Linked DNA regions of Sus scrofa: region 2 is linked to region 1. Evidence: chromatin contacts called from public Hi-C data. All regions are on one chromosome and are shown on one strand. The core of a region is the stretch at or near the end of the contact, and the rest is flanking DNA. Distances in the headings are between cores, read along the strand shown.

What was found. Hi-C and Micro-C count contacts between places; a contact is called where the count stands out from the background.
Region 2: a contact with region 1 is called in a Hi-C map of omental adipose tissue, with 1.7 times the contacts expected there. The contact joins the enhancer-like site here to the promoter of TAS1R1 in region 1. A contact is called at or near these places in 1 of 5 promoter capture datasets (liver), 15 of 47 Hi-C or Micro-C datasets (blood, embryonic fibroblasts, fetal heart ventricle and 8 more) and 2 of 2 datasets of contacts at active chromatin or transcription factors (alveolar macrophages and skeletal muscle).

What each region holds. Positions count from the first base shown.
Region 1 is chr6:67,392,215-67,398,105 of Sscrofa11.1, forward strand. It overlaps TAS1R1 (taste receptor type 1 member 1), which reads left to right and starts at 4,259. Exons shown (of 6, transcript XM_013988748.2): 1 at 4,259-5,343. The coding sequence starts at 5,153. NOL9 (polynucleotide 5'-hydroxyl-kinase NOL9) reads right to left here and starts at 4,228. Exons shown (of 12, transcript XM_003127541.5): 1 at 3,813-4,228; 2 at 2,130-2,349; 3 at 340-467. The coding sequence starts at 4,184.
Region 2 is chr6:67,469,706-67,475,743 of Sscrofa11.1, forward strand. It overlaps DNAJC11 (dnaJ homolog subfamily C member 11), which reads right to left. Exons shown (of 14, transcript XR_002344878.1): 7 at 5,333-5,406; 8 at 1,871-2,060; 9 at 1,355-1,440; 10 at 969-1,085. Among named protein-coding and RNA genes, the nearest start is that of THAP3, 20 kb to the left of the region's middle. Within about 2 kb of position 2,631, at least 12 of the 83 cell types and tissues checked have an H3K27ac peak or open chromatin away from gene starts, as enhancers often do. A contact at or near this core is called in omental adipose tissue, where this site is marked.

The DNA of each region.
Region 1 (5,891 bases), core at 3,009-5,508:
GATGAAATCACTCATTTAGAGTTCGGAGAAAATGTATACTGCCTGAACTTCGTAAATCAAGATATAAAGACAATCGCCTGAGAAAATGCCAAAAGGCTCGGAACCAACGACAACAGAGAGTGATGGCCTTCTCTGGGGAATGAAACTAAGGCGGCAGCAGAGGCAATGATCACGATACCTCCTTCTACGCTGCTTCTTACTGTACACACGAATTACACTCAGGGCAACTTACAGCACAGTATCACAGACAGACTGATCTTCCCAGGGAGCATCCTACACGGGCCTCTGACTGTTTGGGTGAAAGTAATTAGCAAAACTCTGAATGAAAACTGGTTCTACCTCTTGTACGAAAACGTAAGATAAACCTGGATGGCTGGTTATGAAGTTCACGGTGGAGGTTTTCAGGTGTTCTAGCATCATAACGGAACACAGAGGAGAGAAATTCTTCATCAACCAGCGTCTGTCATCTGTAAAGAGAAATACAAGCTGCTTTAGAAACAGAACTCCGCAGAGCTCCTGTCGTGGTGCAGCGGTTAACGAATCTGACGAGGAACCTTGAGGTTGCGGGTTCGATCCCTGGCTTCGCACAGTGGGTGAAGGATCCGGGGTTGACGTGAGCTGTGGTGTAGATCGAAGATGCAGCTCGGATCTGGCGTGGCTGTGGCTGTGGCTGTAGCTCTGATTAGACACCTAGCCGGGGAACCTCCATATGCCATGGGAGCAGCCCTAGAAAAGTAAAAAAGACCAAAAAAAAAAAAAACAAAAAACCATAACAACGAAAAAAAACAGAACTCCATTAAGCTCTATGCCATTTAGGACTTCCCTCCCTTCTGCTAAATTCAAACTTTTTGAGAAAAGGAACTATGTTTGAGAGCCTTTCTCGGGGGCCATACTGCGTAACAGGAAAACACATGGGTAGAGAAGTCACCCCAGGTTTGCCACATAAAAGCCTGTGGCATCAGGCAACTTTCCTCATCTGTAAAATGGTGAAAACAATAGTTTCTCCACTGTAAATCAACTCTAACAGAAAAAATAAACATCATAAAAGAAAAACAAAAAACAATAGTTTCTCTCTCAGGACCCTGGCGAGGGTTTAAATAAATACAGGAAAGAATACAAAGCCTAGGTCACAGTAAACATATAAAAATTATGAGCTTTAAAAAAAAAAGAAGGGAGTTCCCGTCGTGGCGCAGTGGTTAACGAATCCGACTAGGAACCATGAGGTTGCGGGTTCAGTCCCTGCCCTTGCTCAGTGGGTTAACGATCCGGCGTTGCTGTGAGCTGTGGTGTAGGTTGCAGACGCGGCTCGGATCCTGCGTTGCTGTGGCTCTGGCGTAGGCCGGTGGCTACAGCTCCGATTCAACCCCTAGCCTGGGAACCTCCATATGCCTCGGGAGCGGCCCAAGAAATAGCAACAACAGCAACAACAACAACAACAACAAAAAGACAAAAGACAAAAAAATAAAAAAAATAGGAGTTCCCGTCGTGGCGCAGTGGTTAACGAATCCGACTAGGAACCATGAGGTTGCGGGTTCGGTCCCTGCCCTTGCTCAGTGGGTTAAGGATCCAGCGTTGCCATGAGCTGTGGTGTAGGTTGCAGACGCGGCTCGGATCCCGCGTTGCTGTGGCTCTGGCGTAGGTCAGTGGCTACAGCTCCGATTCAACCCCTAGCCTGGGAACCTCCATATGCCGTGGAAGCGGCCCAAGAAATAGCAACAACAACAACAACAACAACAACAAAAAAAAGACAAAAAAAAAATAAAAAATAAAAAAATTAAAAAAATTAAAAAAAAATAAAAAATAAAAATTATGAGCTTTAGAAGTTTCCATCATGGCTCAGGGGTTAGCAAGACCAGCTAGCATCCATGAGGACGCAGGTTCAATCGCTGCCCTTGCTCAGCGGGTTAAGGATCCAGCATTGCCAGGAGCTGTGGTGTAGATCACAGACGTGGCCCAGATCCCACACTGCTGTGGCTGTGGCCTAGGGTGGCGGCTACAGCTCCCACTGGATCCCTAGCCTGGGAACCTCCACATGCCACAGGTGGGGCCCTAAAAAGGACAAAAAGACATAAATTATTAGCTTTATTATATGGTACATCCTCAGAAAATCACTCAGTTCTTTTCATTACCTCGGTTCAGATGCGACTTGAGCAAAGTCCGGGCTTCCCTTTTCATCTCCTTCTTGCTTTTCTCAGACACTGAGTAGTGAACTGCGGTGACAGTCAGGCGAGCGTGCGTATAGGTGGAGTACACGTCCTGAGCGGGCTGGCCTTGGCTGATGTTAAAACCGAGCACCTGCACTTGACCGTAGAGGCAGGTCACACGACAGATCCCGCTAAAGATGAAGCTCTAGATGGAAAGAAAAAAGAAAGGGAGAAAGAAAGTTACAGAGTCTGTTACTAACAACTAAAAACTTCAAAGTTCTTAACTGGCTGTGCAGACATCAAAAGGCGGCTGATTTCTAGTAACAGAGTACCTTGTAGGTGACTATCTAGTATTCCCCCCCCACCTGCTGTACAGCATGGGGATCAAGTTATTTTTACATGTGTACATTTCCCCCCCACCCTTTGTTCTGTTGCAATATGAGTATCTAGACGTAGTATTTTTAACTAATAGTATCACTATCTTTTTTTTCTTTTTAGGGCCACATCTGGGGCATATGGAGGTTCCCAGACTTGGGGTCAAATTGGAGCTGCAGCTGCCGGCTTACACCACAGCTGCAGTAATGCCCGATCCAAGCCGAATCTGCAACCTAAGCTGCAGCTTACTGGCAACACTGGATCCTTAATCCACTGAGAGAGGCCAGGGATGGAACCCACATCCTCAGGGACACTATGTCCAGTTAAGAGCCACAATGGAACTCCAACTAACAGAGTATTTTAACTAATTAACATTTTAAACCTATGATCATATCCTACAGCAGCTATAGGGACAGAGAGTCTGTTTTTTTTTTTTTTTGTTTTTCTTTTTAGGGCTGTACCCAAGGCACGTGGAAGTTCCCAAGCTAGGGGTCAAATCTAAGCTGCAGCTGCTGGGCTACCCACAGCCACAGCAATGAAGGACCCTAGCCAAGACTGTCACTTACACCTCAGCTCACGGCAGTGCTGGATCCTTAACCCACTGAGCAAACACAGGGATCAAACCTGTTCTCATGATACTAGTTAGATTCGTTACCGCTGAGCCACAATAGGAACTCCGGGACAGGCTGGTGAACACTGACCCAAGGGGGTCTCCCAAACTCAGCTCTGCTGTTCTCACGGCTCTCTGTCCTCACAAAGGCCCAGGCCTGCAGAGCCTCTGCCTTTCTTAGGGTTTTACTTCCCTCCTGCATAGAGGGGGACTGCCTAGACCAAGGTCCAGGTGAAGAGCAGGGGCCCTGCCATGAGGCTGCCAGAATGTGACTGTTGGCTCTGCCTCCACGTATACTTTTTGCCAAGTTACCTAAGCTATACTCTTCCTCTCTGTAAACATTCCTAGTGGTAATGACTCCATAGAGAGCTGGTAGTGTTAACGGAGTTCATATGCCCAAAACACTCAGAACACTTAAGGGCCCGGCATACCAAAGCACCCAGTAAATGCGGTCTATTCTTATAATTATTATTCTATTTTAAGTCCCTCCAGCTCCGCAGACCTAGAATTAGGGAGGTCCTTGTTACCCTCGGTTCAGCACCACCGCCCGAGGAATGCGCCCGTCTTACAGCCGGAGAACCCGCAGAAGGATACTGTCTCTCCCAGTCGGCAGCTGCCAGTCAGCAGCTCCCGGGGCTCCCCTCCACCCGCTCTGCCCGCCCGGCTCCCTCGGCGCGACCCACCTGCCCAAGCGGCAGCAGCACCAACGCACGGCCCGGGCCGGCCGGCCGCACTGGCGGGATGGAGAGGATGGCGGAACAACTTGTGGTCAGGTCCGCGGCCACGTCTGGGCTGGGGTCCGGCCTGGGGACCGCGGTCTTGGGCCTCCGGGGCGCCGCCGCGCGCGACACCAGGCAGCCGCCCTCCCGCCAGTCCACGCCGGCCGCCTGGGCATGCAGCAGCCGCCGCCGAAGCCGCCTTCGGCCGCACCAACGCAAAGTCCTGAGCCGCCGGCGGGGCCGGTGGCCGAGAATGAGTTGGGACCGGGCCTTGCGGGCCCGCAGCCACGTGGAGCGGGAGGAACCCCGCTTGAGCACCAGCACTGAGTCCGCCATGCTGGTCCCCGGCGCCTCTCTCTGGCGAATCTCGCGAGAGAGCCCGTCGCTCCGCCCCGCGGCCCGTCAAGCCGGCTGGGAGCCACGGGCGCTCTCTGCCGGCGGCCTCGGCAGCGCACCCGGACCTTGGCGGGCCCCTCGGAGTCTCACGCCCGCCGGCGACCGGAGAAGGGGCCGCCTGGATGACACCTAGCCGGGCGGTCCCAGCGAGGGTGACATTTACATTATGCAAAAGATCTTATCTGGCCGCCCGGGGGCGGAAGTCGGTTACCCCGAGTCCAGGGCCACCTCTCCGGAAATCCACCAAGGTTTTTTTTTTTCCCCTGGCAGAAAAAGCTCCAGGCTTGGCGTTGTAAACAAAACCGGTCTATTTGCATAGCCTCTGTTTGCATGCATTTGTCTTTTGAGTTGTAGCCAGCAAGCCTGTAAAACCAGGCGTAACTAGGATGATTCACTCAGAATTTCAACTTAAGCATCCTGAGGACTGGGGTGGGGGTAGGGAGCAACGCAGAACTTTGTCTCACGTGGTGAACGGAGGCCCGGGTAAGAGGTTCTAAAGTCTGCAGCTCCCTGATGGAACGGTCCCCGTTCCCAGCCGCCCCCCCCCCCCCGCAACTGTGTTCCAGCCTTCCCCTCCCCCACCCGAATACTGGGGCTCCCTTTCTGAGCTGGGTGAGGCCACAGGCACCAGAGCAAGGACAGAACCCACAACCGTCCAGAGGAAGGGTCAGGGGGTGCCACCTGGCTTGCACCTGTGCCTTGACTCTGCCCAGTTCCTGAGGAGGACCGCAAGCCCGGAAGGCCTAGGCCAACAGCCGGGTTCCTACAACCGGGCTCCTGTCCCACCCCTTTGAAAGGCATGAAGCTGGGAGGCATCCTGGCAGCTGCAACCTTTCTATTTAAACAGCCCAGCCTGGTCGGAGGGCGTCGCTCGGCCATGCCAGGCTCAGGGCGGCGGTCTGGCCAGCATGTTGCTCTGGGAGGCGTGCCTGCTGGGTCTGCAGCTCTCCCTCTCCTGCTGCTGGGCTTTGGGCTGCCAGGGCCCAGAGTCCTCCCCTGACTTCAGCCTCCCTGGGGACTACCTTGTAGCTGGCCTCTTCCCTCTACACGGTGACCACCCAGAGGCGAGGCGCAGACCCACAGTGGCCTTCTGTGACAGGTGAGTGAGGGGTCCACGGAACGGTCAGCGAGGGGGCCCTGTGCCTACAGGGTCTTTGCCAGCCCTCCTCAGCAAGACCTTCTGCCTCTGGGGTTACTATTTGAGGGGTTTTTTTGTTTCGTTTTGTTTCTTTTTATTATTACTCAAATGAATTTATCAGATCTGTAGTTGTATAATGATCATAACAATCTGATTTCACAGGATTTCCATCCCACAGCCCAAGCACATCCCTCCACCCCCCAAACTGTATCCTCCAGAGACCGTAGTTTTTTTATTGTTTGTTTTTGTGTTTTGTCTTTTTGCCATTTCTTGGGCCGCTCCCGCGGCATATGGAGGTTCCCAGGCTAGGGGTTGAATCAGCTGCCAGCCTACGCCAGAGCCATAGCAACGTGGGATCCGAGCCGCGTCTGCAACCTACACCACAGCTCACGGCAACGCCGGATCGTTAACCCACTGAGCAAGGGCAGGGACTGAACCCGCAACCTCATGGTTCCTAGTCGGATTCGTTAACCACTGTGCCACAATGGGAACTCCAAGACCGTAGTTTT
Region 2 (6,038 bases), core at 1,381-3,880, 76 kb after region 1:
GCCTGAATTGAGGGGCACCAAGGGCTGTAAGCAGAGGCTGCCATGCACCGACTCCGATTGTATCAGCCTGACTGTGGAGGGCAGTGTCCCAAGGGTGAAGGACATCAGCCAAAAGGACACCAGAGCTCAGACACGAGTTGGTGGCCGCAGAGCTTCTGAGAAATGGCCGGATTCACGATATGCTTTCAGAGGAGCAGAGATAGCCGAGACACATTAAATTCAGAGGGTGGCGAAGGGCGATGCAGGCTAACGCCAGGGTTTTTGTCAGAACCAGTGGGGGACGGAGCTCCAGGCAGAGCAGGTTTTGTGGGATGTGTGGCCGCGGGTGGGGGAGGACGGGGCTGAGATATGACACCTGAGATGCTGTGAGATCTGAGAGGACGGGAAAAGGAAGATGGGTAACGTGAGCTGGAAACCTGCGCGGAGGGCCAGGCCGGAGCTGGACACGTGAGCGTCATCAGAGCCGGACAGGATTTAAAGCCGGGAGGCTGGGTCGAGCCACCGGGGGTGTGTCTCAGCAGACAAGGACCGGGCCCTACATGTGGCCTCCACCTAGAAGCACCCAGCCAGCGAAGCCAGAGGCAAGCCGGCCGGCCACTGCAGTGGGGGACAGAGGGAAGGGTCTGGAAGGGGAAGCAGCGCTGCCTGCACTGATGCCCATGCTGCTGCACCTGTGACCCTGTGAACTGCTGCAACCGGTGCTGAGCCGTGTGCGAAGCTGGCACCAGGGCTGTTTGTCTGGGGCCATCGGGGAGGCAGAGAGAAGGAAGGGCCAGGCCAGTGGGGCTCATGCAAGTCCTTGGAGCACAGACTCAGACAGCACTGACTGAATGTCCGGCAGCTGGACCCTGGCCCACGACAGAGCGACTGTGTCCTTACGGACAGAATTACCAAGCAGAGTCTCTTCCTTAACGCAGGGGGAGCCCAGGAAGCCTATGAGGGGCCAGAAAGAGCTGAATTCAACATACTTGACTTTGAGAGAGACGCCCTGGGGGACTCCAACGCTGACCACTGCCCCTAAGACACTGTGCCTGGAGATCTTCCTCTCCGCTCCGTACTCCACCACCGTCCCGAAGAAGCCTGCCCTGCAGGAGCAGGCTGCAGTGAGCGAGCAGGGCCCCTCAGCTCCCCACCCCTCCCGGTCACCAGCAGCAAACTGTCACGGACAGAGCCCCTCCCCGCCCCCAAGATTCACGACCAACGCCCTCGGTCAAGGAAGAGAACCGTCCAGACAGCAGTGGTGCAGCTCTGCCACCAGCCCCCGTTCAAGGACAGGGCTGACAGGTCAGGGCCACGTGACCGACATGAGCAAGAACACGAGCAGGAGCCCCCCATCACCCGGGCCGGGACTCACTTGAGGGAGCCTTTGACTCGGGTCTGGTCGTCATCCTGGAACTTGTGCTGATAACTGATCAGTGCGAAGGAGTGAGGGATTCCGAGCTGGGGAGGCAGTGCAGGAGGGCAGCGGGGCTGAGGCGAGCGGGCCGCGCTGCACAGCCTCCCCGAGTGTGTGAAAACCCGGGAGCTTCCCCACAAACACCCAGGAAAAACAAACCCCTGCACACCGAGCCTGCGTCCTTTCAGGCAGCAGCTGCTGGCTGAGGTGCCCCCCGACCCCACCCGGCCCCTGCCCGCAGGACGGCCGTGGGCTCCCTGACCGACCAGGGCCTCTCCCACAAGAAATGGGGGAAAGCCCTTTGCTTTAGGACAGAAGGGACCCAGCTCCCCTGGGGGCCTGAGAACAACAGTATTTCAACGCCTGAGGGCGGGGGAGCAGAACCTGCCCCGAGGTCCCACGGGTGCTGGGACTTGGGGTGAGCGGGGGGAGGGCTGTCAAGGGCTCCCAGGGGTGGGGAGGGGCCATCCTCACTTGCAGCGCCACGGTGAAGTGGCTGGTTTTGGTGTCCCGTACGATGCTGGTGTTCATGGCTGACTGGATGCCCCAGCGCCACTGCAGGTAGCCCACGGTGTTCTTGTCCAGGTTCCGAGCCAGGACGGTGGTGAGGCCGGGCCGGATGCCGCGCGACGAGAACTGCAGAGCACAGTTCGTCGTCACGAAGCTGGGGGACACAGAGAGAAATGGTCCTGGCTGACACCTGCTCTCGGCTGGGCTCGGCCCCTTCCTCTCCGCCACCCCCCATGCCTCCCTGGGCTGGCTCTCCAAAAGGCAGGCGGGGGCCCGAGCCCCCTCCATGGGGCCGTGTCCAGGTAATCCTGCCTCTGAGCTGCACTCCCCACCCCGTCCCACTCCAACTTCAGCTACAACCAGAGGCACCTGCTGTCTGTGCTCCTAAACCAGCAGGTCCAACCCTGCTGGAAGTCGGAACCACCTGCGAGGTTCCCAAGCCGGGTCGCCCTCTGCAAACACCTGGCTCATCCGAAGGTACCAAGTGCTGGCTCCGCTCCAGCCATTCTGACCTCCAGGCGGGAGGCAGAAGTGTGGAGTCAGAGTCTGACGTGGTCAAAGCTGCCCAGGTGAGGCTCACGTGCAGCCATGACTGAGAACTCCTAACCCAGGGCCCAGCCCAGCCCAACGAAGGCATGCTTCTGGGTGGAGGCCAGGCATCAGCACAGGCTGCACAGGACTGACGGAAGCCACGCCAAAGCCAGAGTGAACCAGTTCCCAGAAAGGCCTCTGAAGTTTGCTTCCAAGGGAGTCAGCCCCCTCTTCTGGTAAAGAAAGGGTATTTCATGTCCATGACAAAGGAATCTCGGTGCTTCACTCAGGAGTTAAAAGCAAACGGCTGGCCTGCAGTGACCAGGTCATTCTCCTTCCTAAGCTCTGGAGGCCCCGCTTTTGCCACTGAAATAACAGTACATGGGGTACCTCTGATGACAGTGGCCCCGGTACTCACATACCTCCCCCGGGCCAGACCAATCAGGACTCAACTCCGTGCTCTCTGCAGCCCCCACTTCCCTGCGGACCACATTCCTCTGCTGAGCCCCCCAGGGTCAGAGGGCAAACAGGGAGAGGAGATAAAAGTCACCCTGAGATGCTGCCCAGTGACATGTGAAAGAATCAAAATGCAGAGAATGAGACCGCTGTTTATTCAAAGTTATGTGATGTAGTATTTTTATGGAACGGGCCCGAGAGAGAGGGGCTCTGGGGAGATCAGCAAGATGGGCAGAGCCAGGGGAGAGGGGGGCTTCACACGGGCAGCCTGCCTGCGGGTTTCACACCTGCACCCCCCGCCCTTTTTTTTGCTTTATAGGGCCACACCAGCAGCATATGGAAGTCCCCAGGCTAGGGGTCCAATTGGAGCTGCAGCTGCCAGCCTACACCACAGCCACAGCAACACAGGATCCAAGTCGTGTCTGTGACCTACTCCACAGCTCACAGCAATGAGGCCAGGGATCGAACCCACGTCCTCATGGATACTAGTTGGGTTCAGTATCACTGAGCCATGATGGGAACTCTTCACCAGCTAACCTTCTGATCACTAGTTTGGATTGGTAACTGGGAACAGGGCCCCCTGGACAAGCAGACACTGTACATTAATAAGCTGGCATCCTTTTAATAAATCTGTACTCTCAAGTCTGATAAACTGGGTGCTTTGATGAAATGCAATTTCCAGACCTGCAAAAGCTGCTGACTGGCCACACCTATAGACCAGGTGGCCACTTGATGGACAGACACTTTGAGGCGCCACCACATGAAACTGTCCACGGGTTTTCCTCAATTGAGTGTCTTCTAAACATGTCTGATGTTCAGGATGACTGGAGCTGTCTGCTAAAACCACAGACGTGTTTTGTTTTTTTTTTTTTTGTCTTTTTGCCTTTTCTAAGGCTGCTCCCATGGCATATGGAGATTCCCGGGCTAGGGGTCAAATCAGAGCTGTAGCCACTGGCCTACACCAGAGCCACAGCAACACAGGATCCGAGCTGCATCTGCCACCTACAACACAGCTCACAGCAACGCCGAATCCTTAACCCACTGAGCGAGGCCAGGGATCAAACTTGCAACCTCATGGTTCCTAGTCGGATTCGTTAACCACTGCGCCACAGCGGGAACTCCCCTCCTCTCTTTTAAACTACAGATTCCTCTAGGCCCCTCTCTCAGAGGACCTGAGAGAGGGCTGGTGTCAGGCAGGAGTCCATGCTTTCAGTCGGAAGCATGGAAGGTGACAACTGTAAGCAGACAAGGTAAAGAGAACGCTGACATGTTCCGGTTCAAAGCCTAAATCCTTGTCCTTTCCCAGACCACTGAGTCCAAGAGCAGAGGCCGAGGAGCCGTGTTCTAACTGCGCACGGGTGACCCTAGTGCTAGGGTGTCTCTTCTGCCTACTTCCGGGCCTCTGCTCGGCTGTGCTCCCTCCATGGGCTCCCAGAAGCCATGCCCTCTTTCTCTCCACACTTCTTACCTGTCTGTGGGACCGCCCTGCAAACCCGCTTTGACTCCAGGGCTGGAGGGCAGGCTGGGCCTCCCGGCAGAACCTGTCCGGCACACAGGCGCCCATCCAACCCGAAGTGACAGGCCCTCCTTTTCAAGCATCTGCTCCATTCCAGGACTCCTGCAGCTGTGTTCTATCCCCCAGGGGGAAGAGTTTTGACCTTCTACCCAATTCTTTTTTACATGAGCTCACACAGGTACCCCGAGTGGAAAGTAAGGACACTTCTGTGGTTCTAGAAGGGACAGTCCTAGGAGAGTGACGTCACTGCAAGAGCAGAGAAGAAGGCGAGCAGAGGCTGGTGGGGTTTAAAGCTCTGGCCTAACAGATCCATTTGATAACCAGACATGCTGCCTCCCTTCCTAAAGAAGCCCCCTTTCCCAACTTAAAACACATTCTCTGGGACAAAGAAATGACCCACAAGTCCACACACATTCCAGACCCTGAGCAACTGCCCTACGAAGGTGTGTTCCTCCAGTGCGTCACGGGCCTTTCGGCCCTTGGGGACCGAGCAGGGAAGGGGACTCACCCCAGGGACGAGGAAACTGAGGTCACGGCCAGGAGGCTGGCCCTGGGCTGAGACAAGCAGCAGGGTCCACCCCACCCCCAATCCAGAGCTTTTTCTTTTTTTGTCTTTTTGGTCTTGTTTTTGCCTCCAGTGTGGAGAGGCTTGATGCAGGATCTCAGTTCCCAAGACCAGCGACTGAGCCTGGGCCGTGAAGGCACCGAATCCTAACCACGGGACCACCAGGGAATGCCCCCTCAACCTGGTGCTCTTGCAACAAGCACGCCGCCTAGGCTCTGCGCTGGCACTGCTGGGTCTGCCCCGAGGGACCTTGCAGGACACACACAGTAAGTCCAGATGACCCTGACAAAAAGAACACAGGGTCTGGTCTCCTAAATCCACAAAGACCAGCAAAGAGCCTGGATCTCTTGATATTTACCATCTTGGTGTGAGATTACGGAACAGCTTCAGGCCAAATAAAGGTCCCTGCAGATCCCCAGCTCCGAATTCTAACTGTTCAAAAAAGAAAAAAGTATTAATGGTGTTTTATCTCACGGCAGCAGCCCAGGTCTCAGGGAAGCGTCTCTGGTGAGAATCCCTTTACCCCTTTACCGAGTTCAAAGCCATCCGCCCTTGCCAGAGCTCTCCAGGGAGGGGCGGGGAGATTCTTTCTTTTTTTTTTCTTTGTCCTTTTTAGGGCCCCACCCATGGAATATGGAGATTCCCAGGCTAGGGGTCTAATCGGAGCTGTAGCCACTGGCCTACACCACAGCCACAGCAACGCCAGATCCGAGCCTCGTCTGCGACCTACACCACAGCTCACGGCAACGCCAGATCCTTAACCCACTGAGCGAGGCCAGGGATCGAACCCATGACCTCATGGTTCCTAGCGGGATTTGTTAACCATTGAGCCATGACGGGAACTCCAGGATGGGGAGGTTCTTAATACCTCATCTTAACCCTTGCCAGACAGACCCCGAAGAGGCAGTTTTCAGCGGCGTTCCGAGAGGAGACCTTCCACAGGCACTGCTCGCCCACGGTCTCCCTCCCTGTGTGCCACCTGCAGGGCACCTGCTGCAGTCAGGTGCCCCATCCCATGGTGCTGGCTTCTGTGCATTGTCACCTGCTCTGCTTCCCTGTCTGCA